Linked DNA regions of Sus scrofa: all the other regions are linked to region 1. Evidence: chromatin contacts called from public Hi-C data. All regions are on one chromosome and are shown on one strand. The core of a region is the stretch at or near the end of the contact, and the rest is flanking DNA. Distances in the headings are between cores, read along the strand shown.

Region 1 (3,796 bases), core at 378-2,877:
GATCCACCCTGGAGCCACCAGCTGCAGTGGGGGGAGGGCAATGTCAGGGTCACAAGGCACAGACCCCTTAGCAAGGGCTGGGGGAGGGCCCCTAGGCAGTGCTGAGGTGAGGAGGGCGAGATCACTGGTCTAGTGCACACATCCTCAGGCACGCTGAGGGCAATGGCCAGGAGCCTGGCAAGGTGAGTGTGGGTCACAGCATGGCACAAGGTGGGAGGGCACGGTGAGCTGGACATCACTCCCATTCCAATTTCTGTTCCAGTTCTGGGCTTTCTCACTGGGTTTTAGGAATGCGGTTTGGGACAAGGTCCCCAACTCTGTGAGGGCAGGGACCATGTGTCTTTTATCTGCCACAGCCACAGCCAGCCTGGGCATCATGGGCAGCCAGTGACAAGATGTAGATGAGTGAGTGTCAAAGGCGGCAGCTCTGGGGAAGGGAAGATGGGCAGAGAGAGGCCACATGGCCTCTGTATCAGGCCCCCTGCACCTCCTGACCCTGGAGCCCTGGGGGGGGCAAGTGTGTGTGGTGGAAAGAGCTGGGGCTTTGAAAGCGCGGGAGATGTTTCAAACTGAGGTTCTGCCATTTACTGGCTGACTGTGGGGGAAAAACGCCCCCCCTCTCTGGGCTGGACTTTTGTCACCTTGAATCAACCATCCTTGGTGTTACCGGCACAGTTTCCTCCATCCCTGTCTCACCGTAACCAAGCATTGGAACGGTGGATGTTTTACAAATTTATTAAAGTGAAAGTACATTTTCAGAGAGGGAGAGAGGACTCACGTGCGCACAGGTTAAGAAAAGAGGGCCTGGGAATTCCTGTCCTGGTGCAGTGGAAACCAGTCTGACTAGGAACCATGAGGTTGTGGGTTTGATCCCTGGCCTTGCTCAGTGGGGTAAGGATCCAGCGTTGCCATGAACTGTGGTGTAGGTTGCAGACGTGGTTCGGATCTGGCGTTGCTGTGGCTGCGGCAGCTGCAGCCCTAATTGGACCCCTAGCCTGGGAACTTCCATGTGCCTCTGGTGAAGCCCTGAAAAAAGCAAAAGCAAAAAAAACCCCACAAAAAACAAGAAAACAAAACAGGGCCTGACTTACTCTGCACAGTCTTTATACCCCACAGTGGGACCTGAGTGGAGACCCAATTTGATCTTCTGATTGGTCTTGGGCAGGACACCTTATTTGCATGGGGAACAGGTTAGATGGTGGCCAGGTGAGGAACAGGTGCCATTTCTTCTCTAGCAGGGAGTGAGCAGCCCAGGCGGGTCACATTGGGCAGAATGGCCATTACAGAGACATGGCCAGAGGCTCTGGGGCTCTGGGGAGGGGACTTGAAGCCTGTAACACTTGGCTCAGTCACCCTTAACCTCTGAGATGATCCCGAGGACCAGAGAGCAGTTTAGCCCATAGTGGTAGCAGTTACCCTCAGGCCAGGCCAGGACCTGTCCCTCCAGGAGGTCCTGCTGCCCCCACTGCCTACGGCCACAGAGGCAGAGGTCCCCTCCTAAGCCCCAGGGCAGATGGTTACAGCGACTACCCTGCAGCAGCCCCCAAGTCCCTTCCACACTCACAGGGCTGGCACTCCCTCTCTCTGGCTCAGGCCTGGAGGAATCTGGCAAATCTGGACAGCATGGGATCCAGAAAATCCTTACTGAGGTCTGTGGGATCATGGCTGCCTCTGGCCTGGCGACAGCTTGGGGCCCAGGCCAAGTGCTTTTGACAACTTGGCCTCTGCTCAGGGCCTGCTCGAAGGTCCCCGGCTGCCAGAGGGCAGAGCCTGCCGCCTGCCTGAGGGCGAGGACACCCGCCGCAAGCCCTGGGCACGTCCATAGGGCCCTCTTGGCCCAGCTCCCAGCTGTGAGGCCCGAGAAAGAGCAGGAGGTGAAGCCTTTGGGAACTTTTAATAACTGCGCTGGGTGGCTCCCCAGATTCTTGGTCTGGGCCCAACTCTGAGAAGCCGGCTGTGTAGCTGGGATCTGAGCCACGGAAAGCTACCCTGGACCCGGGATGGCCCAGCTTGGGGCTGGCCTGGTGGATGCGGTCTGCAAGGGCGACCCCAGCATGACCCTCGACTCTTAGGGGGAAACCAGCCCATAAAAACAGGCCCCCAAATAGAATCCACAACCCCTCTAGTGGGACCTTTGCGTGACAGGGAAGTGCCTCCTGGGAACAAAAGTATTCATATAAAAAAGTGGATTGTGCTAAACGCGAGGGTTTTCCTTCTGAGGAATGTTGTTTTCCCCTTTGAGCCCCGGGACATTCCCTTCCTCCTTAGACTTAATGCAGAAGGAAAGGGGCTGGCCCAGGCTGGGTGCGACAGGGACTGACGTGGCAGGGGTCCGGCAGCCCGGGGATGCTGAGACCAAACCCAGGGCCCTGCCCCCATCCCATCCCCCTCCCCGGTTTGGCAGAGGGGGCAGATCTTGCACTGAGGCTGCCTGTGTGGTCGCACCTGTGTGCAGCCTGCACCTGGGACCCACTTCCTCCCTGACCCGTCAACCAGTATTTCAAACTCTGTTAATTTTTATTCCCCACCTGATAGGCCCAGAGCTGTGGGGCAATGCAGGAGAAATGGCGTTCAGGGGACGAGAGAGGCTGTTGGTGGCCCCCAGGGGTCTCTAGCTTTCTGTTGAGGACATTGGAAGGCAGCTTAGAGGGGCTTTCAGACTAGGACCCAGGGGAGCCCTAATGCAATGATGCTTCTGCTTTAGTGGATAAAAATCACCTTGGAAGTTATTAAAATGCAGATTCCTGACCAACTTGAGGTTCTGCATTTTGCAAGGCATTCCTAAGTGATTCTGGCGCTTGAACCTCAGCGGGAGGAACACTTGGAGGAGGCCCAGGGGCTGCTGTCCTGGGGTCTGTCCATGCTGTGCTCTGTACTGGTTCTGTGTGGAGGAAGGGTTGTGTTGTTGTAACACGCTGTGACAACCCCCGGGTGGGAGAAAGAGCTCTGGACGGAGAGATCAGACCAAGGCCATGCCTCCCCAGCCCTGCCTACTCCCAGCTCCGTGCCAGTGGTGCGTTCCTGAGGGTCTTGCATTCACCCCCCTGTGCTTGTTCTCCAGGTTCATGCCTCCTGATGACCCTCTGGGCCGTCGGGGCCCCACCCTGAACAACTTCCTGAGCAGGAAGCCAAAGCCCCCAGAGCCGTCCTGGCAGCACTGCCCCTACGGTGGGTAGTGTCCCATGCCTTGTGGGCCCTGTTCAGGTCAGAAGCCCTGGCTGGGGGTGGGGGTGGTCAGCAGCCTGAGTTCTAGTCTAGGTGCTGCCTTTCATCAGCTGTGTGACTCTGGGGAGGTAACAACCTCTCTGGACAGCAGTTTCCCGACAGGGTGATTGTAACGAGGAACTGCCGGTCTGGACCCCTGTTGCATGAGAAGGTTTGTGTGGGCTGGATGCAGGAGTCACACAGGGCAAAGCCATGTTGGGGGAGCTGGGGTGCCATGTGCACACCCAAGCTCTGCTTTCTCAGTCCCTTCCCCTGGCACCTTGTGCCCATATCCTGTCCCACAGTCCCTCCACCTGCCTTCCCAACCCTTATGGACTTTGAGTGGTGCTGTCCATTAAGAGTTAAAGATCATTCTATCCCAGAACCCTCCAGGGACACCAGCCTCCTAGCCAGCTCTTTCACTAGCTTGCTTTGGCAAGTTATTCAATGTCCCCAGGCCCTGTTTTTCATGCTCATAGAAATTTAAGAAGCCCTAGGCAATATTCAAAGTCATTTCTTCACACACACTTTCGGGCAGCCCATCCAGAGCCCTTCCACTCTCAGAAGGGCCCTGGTTTGGATGATAAATGAT
Region 2 (3,796 bases), core at 591-3,090, 380 kb after region 1:
TTGTATTAGTTTCCTAGGACTGCCATAAAATTACCATAAATGAGTGGCTTAAAACAACAGAAATGAGAGTGCCTGCTGTGGTGCTATGAAGGATCCAGCGTTACTGCAGCTGTGGTGTAGGTCTCAGCTGTAGCTTGGATTTGATCCCTGGCCCAAGAACTTCTGTATGCCATGGGTGCAGTGTCCCCCAAAGCAAAACTAGAAATGTATCCTTTGGACAGGTCAGAAGTCCAAAGTCAAGGTGTCAGCAGGGCCATGCTCCCTCTGAAACCTCAAGAATCTTTCCTATTTCTTTCTCTCTCTCTCTCTTTTTTTTTTTTTTTTTTTTTTTTACTTTTTAGGGCCACATCGATGGCATATTGAGGTTCCCAGGCTAGGAGCTGAATTGAAGCTGCAGCTGCTGGCCTACACTACAGCCACAGCAACGCGGGATCTGAGCCTCATCTGCTACCTACACCACAGCTCATGGCAATGCCGGATCCCAGACCCACTGAGCGAGGCAGGATTAAACCTGCATCCTCGTGGATACCAGTCAGATTCGTTTCTGCTGCAGCACAATGGAACCCCCCCCCCCATTTTTCCCCTGTTTCTTTCTACTTTCTGACTATCCTTGCTGATGAGTTTAGCATCCTTGCCTTGTGGCAACATAATTCCAATCTCTGCCTCTACCTTCATGTGGCCTTCTTCTTCCCTGTGTCTCTGAATCTTTCTCTCCTTATAAGGACACCAGTCCTTGGATTTAGGTCCATCCTAACCCCAAAGGACCTCATCGTAACATGATTATATTTGCAAAGACCCTATTTCCAAATAAGGTCACGTTTCCAGATACATGGGGTTAGGACTTCAACACCTTTTGAGGGGACACAATCCAACCTACAACACAACTTAACCAGGTTGTGCGGAAGAAGTGAGACAACATAAATTGAAGGTACTTTGCTAAGTGTAAAAGTCTTATTCTTTCCACTTTTAAAGGTTTTAGCTCAAGGCACCAGGTTTAGGAAGGCGGCCTTTCAAAGTGTCACTTCTTGAGTTTGGATGTTTGGTGACAGCTGTGGAACAGCAGCTTGAGTTTTGAAGCCAAGAAGGCAAAACCACGTGGAAGAATCATGGAGCCTCATAAACCCCAAATGCCTTAGGGCTGGTCTTGCTGACTGTATGGCCTTGCAACTTGCCAACCTGGGCAGCCCAAGCCAGCGGGAGAGTCTACAACACCCCTGCTCGAAAGAGCTCTGATTTTTGCCCCCGTCCCCCCTCTCAGATGGATACTTTTGTAAGCTACAATAAAAAGGAGTGATTAACAAATAATCAGGGCCATGCCAAATTACCATCAAAGTTTCAACTGCCACCTCATCTCATCATGGGCTAGTAGTGAGCAGCTTCCGGGCTGGCCTCGGTCCTCGGACCACACTTTGAGAAGTGGTGTTCAGCCACGGCCAAGGCCAATGCAGACCCAGGGGCCCCACCGGAGCACAGTCCTGCTTCCAGGCCTCCAAGGGGTGGGGAGGGGGGAGTTAGGGTAAAGAATTCCAGCCTCCAGCCCCATTCCAGGGGGCATGCCTGGCTGGGGAAGGCAAACACACCTCCCACACCTGAGTCTCCGTGTTCTCCTTGAGTTTGTTTTCCCACTGACTTACTTTCCTTTCAGTCTGGGCTTTACAAACAGCCCTCTGAGTGAATGCAGGCGATCCCAGCAGTCCCCACACCACGGCTCATATGGAATGCATTTAGAGACGGGAAAAAACTCGAACGGAGTGGTTATACGATTTTGAACTGGCTTGGACATGGCGTGGCTGGAATTTCAGAGCTGGCTTTTGTTTGCCTTCGTCATGAAACATTTGTTATATGAGCCGCTGCTACTGCTACTAAAGCAGCTGCTGCCGAGAAAGCCTCTCAGGGGCTGCTTTTTCCCCTGGTCCTGGGTGGACGGAGTTCACGGATCGCAGCCCTCGACTCTCCAGGCTTGAGATAACCTTTGTCAGTGTCCTCGAATCAGATTACGGACACGACACGGACAGCACAGGAAATGGAGGCGCATGTTTCTGCCAAGTCAGGTTGGAATGGCATCTTTGGATGGTCAGGGATTCCTCTGACCATGAGACGGTCTCCTCTTTTTTGTCTTTTTAGGGCCGCACCCATGGCATATGGAGGTTCCCCGGTTAGGGGTCTAATCGGAGCTGTAGCCGCTGGCCTTCGCCACAGCCACCGCAAGGCGGGATCTGAGCCACATCTGCGACCCACAGCTCACGGCAACACTGGATATTTAACCCACTGAGTGGGGTCAGGGATTGAACCTGTGTCCTCATGGATACTAGTTGGGTTCATTACCACTGAGCCATAACAGGACTCCCATGGGAGTGCCTTTTTACCGGTTCTTGTAATTTATATTCTCTCCCATCAAATAAATCTCCAATATGGCCCTGATCTGTGTTCCAGGTAATTTTTAAAAATGTAGTAATTTGGAGCCCCATCATAGCAAATATGAGTCAGAAAAAACCCTAAGGGGTTTAACTAATAAATTACCATTAGGGGACCTTGTTTTTGTTTGTTTTGCTTTCAAAATTTCATCAGTACTGCAATCCCAAGATACTGATGCAGAGGGCAGTGCTATGGGAGCCCGAGTCACATCACAGCTCTGCAGACGTCCCTCGAAAGAAACATGTACAACAGGGAGTTCCCACTGTGGCGCAGTGGAAACAAATCTGACTAGTGTCTATGAGGATGGGAGTTCGATCCCTGGCCCCGCTCAGAAGGTTAAGCATCTGGCATTGTCGTGAGCTGTGGTGTAGGTCAAAGATGCAGCTCAGATCTGGCTGTAGCTCCGATTTGAACCCTAGCCTGGGAGTTGCCATATGCTGTGGGTGCGGCCTTAAAAAAAAAAAAAGAAAGAAAAGAAAAGAAAAGAAAAGAAACATGTATAAGAGACCCAGATAGGAGCTATAAAAACAAAACTAGTGTAGAGCCTCAAAGGTCAGGTAGTTAGGACATTCTCAGCCAAATGCAGGGGGCTGATGACATAATTTCAATACCTCCGCTTCGAAAACCTCACTAAAATGACAGCACAGGATAATGAGTTTATCAAAAGATTGCAAGATCACAAGGATGAAGAACTGGAGAAGGATGTCAATGGAAGAAAGACCTCCACTAATATCTGGAAGATGGAAAGCAGTTGGAGGAGTGCCCTGGGTGTGGCAGAGGGGGGACATACATCAGTGTCAGCTCAGCCTGCAGGTAGTGGCACCAGGTAGCCCAGGTGGGAAAGCTGGGCACAAGGCAGGTGGTCTGAGGGTCAAGCAGTTGGGCTCCATATCTGCATACAGCCAAGTATCCCGCAAAGCCTCTTTCCCCATCTCCACTGCCTAGAGGCAGACGATCTAAGCATTTGGGCAGCGGCTCCCGACTGATTGGCTAACCCTGAGGAGAGAAAGGAGAGCATAGGCTCCAATGAGAACAAAGAAGTGAATGGTACCCCAATGCAGACCTTTGGCTCCGGGTCCCACACCAGCAATCAGACATGTGTCCTGCACCTCCACCCCCACCTCACTGCCCATCCCCCAAGCAGACGTTTGGAGAATTCTTCAGTGGGGAAATGGAATCAACTCCAGAGACAAAAGAAGACCTGAAATCACTAGCAAATGTTCCTTGAAACTCCTATTGCTGTTTGATCATTCCAAGCGCATCCATGCGCTGATAAGCCTCCCCTCCTGCACAGCACTTTCAAGGAGCTCTTTAGTGTCTCATCCTCAAAGAGGAGTTCTGACAAAAATCACCAGAGGAGAAACTTTGGATTGAAAACGAG
Region 3 (3,796 bases), core at 490-2,989, 360 kb after region 1:
CATGCGGTCCTCACAACAACCCATTTCACCTACAGACACCAAGGGCCTGAGAGGTCACAGGACCCGGTCAAGGCTGTATAAACCAATAAGTGACTATGCTGAGACTAGAGAGCGAGCTGTCTGATTCCCAGTCTAGCACCTTTTTGCTTCATCACTGGCTGTTAATTTCCAAATTGAGTGGAAATCTATAACCACCCACTTCTCCTTGCCCAATGTGTACTCTGGCATTAAAGGGACCCGTTGAAAAGAAGGGCTTGAGTGTTCTAAGTCAAAGGGAATGCTTTGGTAAGTCTGGGAGGATCTGGTGAAAAACTTGCAAGCCAGCAAAAATGTTTTCAGACTGAAAGAGACTGTGTCTTTTTCATTTTTAGCTCCCCAGCGCCCTGCTCCACGCCTGGCACATAACGGCCCTCAATAAAGGTTTGTTGATTTGAAACCTGTATGTTAAATCCATCTGTAAGACTGGATTAACCCGAAGGGCAGCGTTTGGTGTTGACTGTACATATGTTGTTTTTGCTAAATTCCTTCCTTAGTGGAAGGGCCTGCTTGAGCAAACTGTCCATTTCTAGAAATTGAATTTCTTTAGGCTGATAAAGGAGGTTAGAGGCACAGATCATGCTGGAGAGGGAGTGGAATTCACTGTTCTGAGCCACTTTGCTGGAGAACACTGCTAGACGTGACAGATCACTTTCAGAGACTTAGCAAAGAGTAAGAAACACCATGAGAGACCTTTGTCACAAACATAAATACCGATGTAGAAACACAAAATATACACTAGGACTTTGAAGCTAATGAATTTATATCACATGTGTTATTCACAGCCATTCACTCAAGAAATCCAAACACTACTGGGGCAATAAGACATCTGTGTGACCTAATTTTGCCATATTAATGTTGTTCAATTGCTTAATTTGTCATCATTCTGGGTACCTTTTGATGGCTATTTTTTCCACTGGCAAAAGAGAATGTTTCGTTTAGAAGTAAAACATTCACTCAGATCTCATGCACTTGACCCCAGTGCAAAGGGCTTTGGTGTGGATATAATTTAAACTGTGGCACTCTGGTCAGTTTTGCATGCTCCCTGCAGGAAGAACTTCAGGCCAGGCCATCGGGAGTGTCCGCAGAAGGCTGGCATCTCAGGGAAAGGACCACAAAGCAGAAGTTCTATGGTGACCTTGGAATCGCCTCCATTCGGCCTCAAGTGCATCTATCCGCACAGAATGCCTGCGGGGAGGGAAGGCCAGCAGGTGGGGGCTCCCCAACTCATTGCCTCTCCCGAGGCACTGCCAAGCAAACACTGGGTGTTTAACTTTCAAACGTGATGCCAAATATCATGTACCAGCAACCTGTCTGTGTGCAAGCTTGAGCAGCGACAAAGAACACTCCCAACCTGCCTCAAGCTGAGCTCATAAATGGATTTTGCTTTACTGCCCAAGATCTGGACATTTTTGCAAAAGCAGTGGTCTTTCTACCTCTGCTGCACTGACATTATATTCAGACTGGCTCATAATCTTCAGAACTCTTAAAAGTCCCTCTAACGTAAATGAAAAGGAAATCACAGACTTGCCCCGTGAAGGCCCCCTTCTCACCCCTCTTCATCTGTCAAACATGCATAATGGAAAAACGATGTAGCCCTGGCTCCGGGCCAAAATAAACAATCTGGAAATACTGTGTAAACCCAGCTGCTGCACCGGAGGACAGAGGCCTGGCTTCACGACCTCTGAGATGGTTAACCATATGCAAAATAACAAAACCTCACCACAGGCTTGCATCGATTCTGATGCTGGGCTGCTGCTGGCCCTGCTTCCCACCATCTAAGTAAAGGCACACTCCACACCTACCAAAGCCCCCTCCCCAACAATCCCAGCTTGTTGGAAGCTGGTCCAGCGGCGATTACGCGCAAGCAATGAATACAAACTGAGTAACAACCAGAGGGGGGCCAGATTTTACCACTGGAAAAAAAGTAAGCATCATCAGAAGATAGGCAACCATTCTTCAGCTTCATGGAAGCTGAGCGGTGATCCACTACCAGGCCCTGCTGTCTTAGGAAGAACTCTGTGTTAAAACCATAGGTTTACAAATCTCAGAATACATCCAGACACGTCCAGCACCTACTTTCCCAGGTGACAGGTGTGATAAAAGTCACGGTCAGGTGGCCTGGGGCCGGGGCGTTGGTGGGTGTGAGGAAGCACGGTCGGGACTCACCCCTGGGCCCCGGCTGCGGAACCTCACACCGTGCTGGCGGCTCCCCAAACCGTGTGAACACGATGCTTGTCACAGATAGAGTAAACTCATTTCCTGAATTATGCAGGGAGGCCTCGCAGTTCAAACACAGGCGGCTCCCCTGCAGCTGCCTGCGCCGGAAACGAATGTGTGTCACCATGGCGCGCGGGCGGGACTGAAAGGGGCGCGTTTGGTTTGCCACTGGGATGATCGATGGCATGTTAAGACCAGCTTCTTGGAGGGAAGGCAATTAGGGGAGAAAAGAACAAAAAGCACTTCATGGCTGACTCCGAGCTTGGGGTGGGTAAAGTAAACAGAGGGGCTTTCTCTCTCTCTTTTTTTTTTTTTTTTTGCAATCTTTTCAGATCTGGAAATATCAATAATTAAAAAACACATCGAGCTCGCTTGGAATTTCAAGAGAACCGTTACTCTCTGTAGCCAAGTGAAAGGCTTTTTTTTTTTTTTTTTTTTTTGAATGCCTGAAAGTGCTAGGCTCCTTTGATGGAAGAGAATAAAGATTTTTCTTTTTCTAATGCTTCCAAATTGCTCTGAATTTTGGAAGCTGGAGCAAAACAAAAGGAACAAGGAAGACAAAGTAATTGGCTGGGTGGGATGGGTGACCACGGCCCATCAAGCCGAGGGCACTGGCCCCCTTTGGAAAGGTGGGCATTTCCAGAGGTGCTGTACAGGCAGGTCAAAACCCCACTGAACCCTGAGGTGAGGGTGGCCCACCGGAGAGGCTTCCAGGTTCTCTGCCTCGGTGAGTTAACCCCACAGCACCTACCCTCAGAATCTGCCCTGGTTGCTGGGGGCGGGTGGTGGCGCTAATTAGTTATTTTCTTGCCTGGCCTCTGTTTGCTCAAGCATCAACTCTGCATCGAGCACCTACTAAGCACAAAGAGAGATTCTAGGAAATAAAAGAACCGCAAAAAGCTGAAAACCCAGACTGTCTGCTGGAGGAGAGAAAGTAAATAATTAAGAGAAACAAATGTATAATTCACCCCACAATTTCCCAGGCGATCTGCAAATCCCTGCTTCACTGGAGCATCAGAGGAGGGGTGAGAAGGGGGCTGCCAGGGAGTGAAGCCAGGGTGTCTGTGGCTGGGACCTTGAACCTGTGTGGCCCCCCAGCCGATGCTGATGTGGGAGCCGTCCAATCACACTCAGATCCTAAAGCTCTGCATTAAACATGTCAAGGCTGGAAGAAGGGTCCCAGCTCATCGGCTCAGACATGAGTGCTCTGAGTAATAGGGACCAGTTCTCCCGTTGGCCTTCCTTCCCTCCTGCCCCAATTCATGGGTGGAGGGCCATTTGTTCCTGCTTCTTTTCTCCTCAAATTTGGCCTCCTGACCCAGATCATAACAAAGCTGCTGTATGTCTTATATACCCAATTATACACACCTACTTTCTCCAAATAGCATTTTGCCACGAAAATACTAGTGTGAGCATGAGAACAGCAACAGTAGAAAGGCTTATTTTCACGGCAACAACTGAACCAAGTATTTCTGTTTGAAAATATCTACTTCTGAAAAAAAAAAAACACCTTATTGGAAGACTTACTATGGTTTTATTA

The links. A called contact is a pair of places that touch in the nucleus more often than the background predicts.
Region 2: a contact with region 1 is called in a Hi-C map of skeletal muscle, with 4 times the contacts expected there. The contact joins two enhancer-like sites. A contact is called at or near these places in 20 of 47 Hi-C or Micro-C datasets (adipose tissue, alveolar macrophages, blood and 11 more) and 2 of 2 datasets of contacts at active chromatin or transcription factors (alveolar macrophages and skeletal muscle).
Region 3: a contact with region 1 is called in a Hi-C map of liver, with 3 times the contacts expected there. The contact joins two enhancer-like sites. A contact is called at or near these places in 1 of 47 Hi-C or Micro-C datasets (liver) and 1 of 2 datasets of contacts at active chromatin or transcription factors (alveolar macrophages).

What each region holds. Positions count from the first base shown.
Region 1 is chr1:16,492,969-16,496,764 of Sscrofa11.1, forward strand. It overlaps ZC3H12D (probable ribonuclease ZC3H12D), which reads left to right. Exons shown (of 6, transcript XM_003121158.4): 5 at 3,062-3,168. Among named protein-coding and RNA genes, the nearest start is that of ZC3H12D, 31 kb to the left of the region's middle. Within about 2 kb of position 1,628, at least 32 of the 83 cell types and tissues checked have an H3K27ac peak or open chromatin away from gene starts, as enhancers often do. A contact at or near this core is called in liver and skeletal muscle, where this site is marked.
Region 2 is chr1:16,874,596-16,878,391 of Sscrofa11.1, forward strand. All of the region lies in intron 7 of UST (uronyl 2-sulfotransferase), which reads right to left. Among named protein-coding and RNA genes, the nearest start is that of UST, 260 kb to the right of the region's middle. Within about 2 kb of position 1,841, at least 5 of the 83 cell types and tissues checked have an H3K27ac peak or open chromatin away from gene starts, as enhancers often do. A contact at or near this core is called in skeletal muscle, where this site is marked.
Region 3 is chr1:16,852,637-16,856,432 of Sscrofa11.1, forward strand. The region is part of intron 7 of UST (uronyl 2-sulfotransferase); the gene reads right to left. Among named protein-coding and RNA genes, the nearest start is that of TAB2, 240 kb to the left of the region's middle. Within about 2 kb of position 1,740, at least 25 of the 83 cell types and tissues checked have an H3K27ac peak or open chromatin away from gene starts, as enhancers often do. A contact at or near this core is called in liver, where this site is marked.